Regions from separate parts of the Mus musculus genome. Here region 2 is linked to region 1. Evidence: chromatin contacts called from public Hi-C data. All regions are on one chromosome and are shown on one strand. The core of a region is the stretch at or near the end of the contact, and the rest is flanking DNA. Distances in the headings are between cores, read along the strand shown. Region 1 holds the start of Ppfia2 (protein tyrosine phosphatase, receptor type, f polypeptide (PTPRF), interacting protein (liprin), alpha 2). Region 2 overlaps Ppfia2 (protein tyrosine phosphatase, receptor type, f polypeptide (PTPRF), interacting protein (liprin), alpha 2).

Region 1 (2,700 bases), core at 38-2,537:
CACTTAACATGAGATCCTCAGCGCTAAGGCAATGAATGGAGGCGACCTGAAGAGGTAAGGCAAAGTGACAGACCCAGCCACACCCTAGACTGATTCAGGTTCCGGTGAGCTTGACTACCTTGCCTCTGATTCAAGAGAAGAAAGCGGCAGAGAGCCACAGCAAACACAGAAGGCCACAGAGCAGGAAGGTTCCCAGTTCTCAAAAGCACATGCCAACACAAGCTTTCCTGTAAAGATGATTGTGTGGGAAAAGCGCAGGCAGGGCAAAGAGAACCCATTTATACTTTAGATCACCCGTGGTCCTCGCCCTCATCAGGAGCATTGAGACCAGAGTGATCCTCAGCAGCCCCGGAGAAGCTTTTGGGGAGAAGAGTGGAATGTATCCACGAGCGCGTGTGCGTGAGGAGGAGAGAAAAGACGTGATGACTTCAGAATTTATTTAAGGGCCGCCGGTGGAAACCACTGCGGCAGCTTCCAGGGGAAGCCCTTGTTCCAGAGGAAGAGGAGGTGGAGATTGCCAAGGAGGAGGAGGGGAGGAGACACAGAAGGAGGAGTATCCTAGGCTTGCACTAGGCAAGTGAGAAGATGCTGTAGCATCCTCACTCAGTTCCCAGCAGGTTGGTTCTGTCGGCCAACTGATGCAAGCAGATGAATTGCAGAGGGACTGGAAGGAAAAAAAAATTGTTGCAGCGGGCGGAGGCAGCGCGCGATGATGGGGCGGGGGTGTCTTCGGAGGTGGGTGGTGTGCATGTGTGTGTGTGTGTGTGTGTGTGTGTGTGTGTGTGTGTGTGTGTGTGTTTCTGCTTACCTTCCCAGAAAAGAAGCACCTCCTTTAAGTGAAAGGATACACCCTAGAATAGAAGTAGGCTGGGCACCCAGAGAAGACCTGTCCTGCTTCTAGCATCCCCAGGGGACTCACTTCCTTTTAACCATCAAACTCCCAACATTTACCATAAACTTCACAGGGGCTCCGGGTGGGGTATTGGGTGGAGAATGTCCCTTCCATATAGGTACTTCCCACACTTCACCCCAAAGTTCCTGTTTGGAGGGACACGTCTTCACCCTCTCTGGGTGGCCCGGGATGCCAAGGGGAGAAGTTATGCTACGTTAAGTTTCTGAAAGTCAGATCCAGTCCCGGATTACCATCTCTCCGCCCCGGGGCTCCTGCTGCACGCGAAAGTGGCGGCGGCGGCGGCGGCTGCCGCTGCTTGGGCGGCAAAGGGACCGCGGCTGCTTTAAGAACCGCCTCCCCCTCTCTTCCCTTTGACAATGGTCTGAACCGAGCCCTGCTTCCCAAAGCAAAATTTGTAATATGCCATTTTTCCGATGGACCTTTCTCCTTTTGGCTGCTGACGGAGCCACGGGAAGATGCCGAACTGCTGCCACGTTAGGAAGCCAGGGCACGTTCCAAGAGAACGCTGGGGCTCGCGAGTGTCTAAGCTGTCTTTCTCCTCCCGTTGCTAAGGAAATGGTCCAGGACTGCTGGGTGTGAGCCTCACCTCTCCTCCAGCCGAGACTGCGGTTGTCATTGACAATTGAAGAAACAGGACCTGAAATAAGAGACATTAGGTACAGAAACTGTATTCGAGTTGCATGGTTTCTCTTCCGCTTCGGGTTTTTTCCCCCCTTGACCACCTCCCCAGCCCCACCCCGCCCCCAGGGAAGAGGAGAGGCAAAGTCCTCCTTGTGGGTATTAGTTACCTTTGCTTTCCACCCATCTTCTCCATCCCCGATTTTTCTAGCTCCTGCCTAGCTCGTTCTCTCCTGGGGCTGATGAACAATTTTAGTGTGGAAATTATGAAGTCAACTTCTTTCGGGGTGGTGGGGGTGTGGCTGAGCAGTAACTGTCCAGCAGTGTGGGGTACGCTTGCTGTTTGACCATCCGAGCAGGCACAGAGGTAAAGAAAGTGAAAATGCTTCCATTAGACATGGTAGGAATATTTCCCGAGGACAGGGGATTTCAAAGAGTTAAAGAGGAGGAGAAATATTCGTGTAATGTAATCAGACAATGGCTAGGCTTTCTCTTACTGAATTACTCCTTTAACGGAGACAGAGCTGGGAGGGTTCCGAAGACTAAGTAAGCCTTTGCCGAAGAAGAAACTTGTTACAGAGAACGACTGCTTCTTTGCCTGTGGTAGTGTATAATTTCTAGAAATATAATTAAATGAAGTTATCGACTTACAGAAATAAAAGTCTTTTGGAATGTTCTTGTCTGAATAGGTATAGCTCCTAAGAACACATATTACCAAGGATCACACTGGATCTCAAAATTCTTGCTGAATGACTCCACTGGGCATTCAAAACTTTTATTTTGGATTCTGAGAGGTTTAGAAGACAGTCAAGGTTATATCCTGACAGCGTGGGAGTTGGTTTTCTTGATATAAAATTATTCGTGCTAAATTTAAGCACTGAGATAATTAAACCAATCAGGGTTATTATTTTTCTCTCTCTTAAAAATGAAATTTACACTGTCTGAAACTGGGTCCTGAAACCTTCAATAGTTTACGTGTCAAGTCATCTCTATCTAGATGAGGTTAATGCAATTATATTTCACATTGACATAAAAGAGGGATAATGAAAAGGCAAATTACCTCAGCAAACTGTGAGCTCACTCGTCTCTCAGTGATGGTGTAATGTTTGCAATTTTAGTTCCAAAAATGGCTATAAAAGCAAAATGTGATATATCTGGGTGCAATACAC
Region 2 (2,700 bases), core at 137-2,636, 52 kb after region 1:
AGATTTATCAGGAAGGTGATGAAATATCTTTGTGCAATGAAAGAAACTTTACTATTGCTCATTAGTGTTAAATATATGATACTAACTTAAATATTCTTTTTATAGGCAATTTGATTTTTTTCCAAATACAACCACATGGCACCTATAGATTTTAAAGGCTTTCATAATTGATTTTGATTAGAATGAAAAATTGCTGAAAATAGCAAGAAAAATAGGGCATGTGTTGTGTTAAATATACTTATAAATAATGGGCATTTTGTGTATGTGTGTAATGTGCATGAGTATGCTTGTGTATACAATCAATTGATCAGCAGTGATTGATTAGTGATAAATGGTTGACTCAAGTAAGTTTCTGCTCTTAGAACATATAACCCATGGGAAAAAGTTCAACAACCAAAACTAAATATACATATTGTAAGCAACATGCACACATACACACACACACACGTACTCACACATGTACACACAACACTAAATTCTAAGTCAGAGGGAATGGTAACAGTTTTAAAGGGATTTTTGCATTAAATATTGGACAAAGATGTAAATGAGCAAAGATGTAAAAGAAGCTATGGTGAGAGGATTGGGAAGTAAAGCTTAGAAGGAGGATGTAAACGTCACTTTTATTTCCTCAGATGGAGGGGTGAGATGAGCCAAACCCAAGGCAGCTCACAAAACATGCCTTTCTCTGTTCTAAGCGTCCCTAAGCTTCCGGGAAGGTTTTAGCCTCCATACAATCTAATCTTCTGCAAACCTGAATTTTGAAGACTTCAGCTCCAGCCTCCATCTGCTAACCTAGGCATAGAATGTTTCAGCCTCTGAGATTGACTGCTGAATAAGCACACCCTTTCTGGTTCTTCCTGAACTCTGGCTGGCTGGGTCAACTCAGCCGTTCTGGTCCAAGCTCCTCTTTAAGATGACTGATTTAACCTGCCTTCTCTTAACTTCTACTTGACCGTATACTAACTTTGACAATGTGATCTAATCTTGTTCTTTCTCATGCTCTGTCTCGTTCTGTCTTCACCCTTGTCTAGCTTGCTCTCTCTCTGACACATACTTTTTAAAAAACTGCTCTGGTAAAACTGCCACACACAATCCACACCACCACTTCCCTCCTCCTCGTCCTCCTTGTCCTCCTCCTTCTTCTTCCTCCTCTCTCTCTCTCTCTCTCTCTCTCTCTCTCTCTCTCTCTCTCTCTCTCTCTCTCTCTCTCTCTCTCTCTTTCTCTCCTGTTAAGTAGCCCCTCTTGTCTGTCTGTTTTCATGTGAATTGGGCATATCCTTTGACTCCTTCTGTCAAAACTTTCTCTGATTCAACACTGTCTGCCCCTCAATTAGATGGCACTTTCAAATCTGGCTGCTTCCTTCTACAAATTAACCTTACATTCACGGTTAGCAATTAAATGTGTATCTTAAAGGGGTATCTGTATTCTGTATACTGCAATCCAGGACATTTCTGTATTCCAGCCAGATCACATAGACCTACAAGGTTTTTGGATGTGATCCTTTGCCAGAGCAGCCATGTTGCTGGACTCCTCTACAAGAGAGGTCACAGATACCAAAGATGAGAACTTCAGCCTAAGATCAGCATGCAGGCTGGAGATGGATGCAGTCTGGGCTATCAGTGAAATGAGGGGTAGGGGTGGGGATTCTAGGACCTTAGCAATCTGAGAGGCCTGATGGTCATGAACCTGAAACAAAAAAGAAATGGAATTTTAGTCCTGCTACAGTGTATAGATTCAGCGGGATTTAATTTTATAAGTACAAAAAGTAAAAGGATAAAAATAAATTTTATCTTAAACAATACCTTGCTTGAAAAATAAAATTTCAGCTCTACAACTGTTAACGTGGTATTTTAAAAACAGGAGACTCAATTTGGCTTCCCCAAGAATTTAATTTAGCAGAGATACACAGGCCCATTATCGCTGATAACCATCAAGCTTTCTTTGCAGAAATCTTCCATTAAGGCCCCAGTGGTTACGGTTATTAGTATTTGAGGCCTGATTTGTGATTTGGTAAAGAATGCCACCACCATATAGTCTCATGCATTTTAACAGCTGTGTTATGCCCAAGCACTTGAGGAAGGCTGTACACCGAGAGTCTCTTTATTAGCAGAGATTCACTAAGCACAGCAGATAGCAGCAAGCAATTTTATTTTAAGGGAATTAACAGAAATAAATGTTGTGCTACATTATTGGTTCAATGCTATCTCTTCTCATTAACTCTGTTAAGCAAATTTTAATTGTAATATTCCTAGAAGTGGTGATTTTTGTCAAGATAACAAGAGTTTTAAATGTGGTGTGTTGACTTACAAGTAAATTCTCATTGGAATTTTTGTTAATTTTAGAAGAATTGATAAAGGAGCTGGAAAGTGTCTGGTTCAATGTTTGCAAATAAATGATGAACACTTTATATGATTTTATTTTTAAATTATTAGCCCCTAGACTTTAATAACTTTCTGAATAAAAAGGTAAAGATAATCATAGTAGATATTTAAAACCATTTTCACCAGATTAGTACAGAATTTTTCAAAAATTCTCTATTTAATTAATTCAATAAAACAATAACTTTGACAAAACATATTTTCTAATACTTGGGGGTCCTACAGAAATTGACTAACACAAAGCCTCTCTATCTCTCTCTTTTCTTCTCTCTCTCTTTCTCTCTCTCTATGTGTGTGTGTGTGTTTTGTGTTTACACATTT

What was found. Hi-C and Micro-C count contacts between places; a contact is called where the count stands out from the background.
Region 2: a Hi-C map of the N1E-115 cell line shows a contact between it and region 1, with 2.3 times the contacts expected there. The contact joins the enhancer-like site here to the promoter of Ppfia2 in region 1. A contact is called at or near these places in 6 of 39 promoter capture datasets (the 3T3-L1 cell line, 3T3-L1-derived adipocytes, embryonic stem cells and 2 more), 1 of 484 Hi-C or Micro-C datasets (the N1E-115 cell line) and 1 of 9 other capture datasets (liver).

The regions. Positions count from the first base shown.
Region 1 is chr10:106,469,023-106,471,722 of GRCm38.p6, forward strand. It overlaps Ppfia2 (protein tyrosine phosphatase, receptor type, f polypeptide (PTPRF), interacting protein (liprin), alpha 2), which reads left to right and starts at 1,288. Exons shown (of 32, transcript NM_001205341.1): 1 at 1,288-1,569.
Region 2 is chr10:106,520,950-106,523,649 of GRCm38.p6, forward strand. The region is part of intron 2 of Ppfia2 (protein tyrosine phosphatase, receptor type, f polypeptide (PTPRF), interacting protein (liprin), alpha 2); the gene reads left to right. Among named protein-coding and RNA genes, the nearest start is that of Ppfia2, 52 kb to the left of the region's middle. Within about 2 kb of position 1,387, at least 1 of the 459 cell types and tissues checked has an H3K27ac peak or open chromatin away from gene starts, as enhancers often do. A contact at or near this core is called in the N1E-115 cell line, where this site is marked.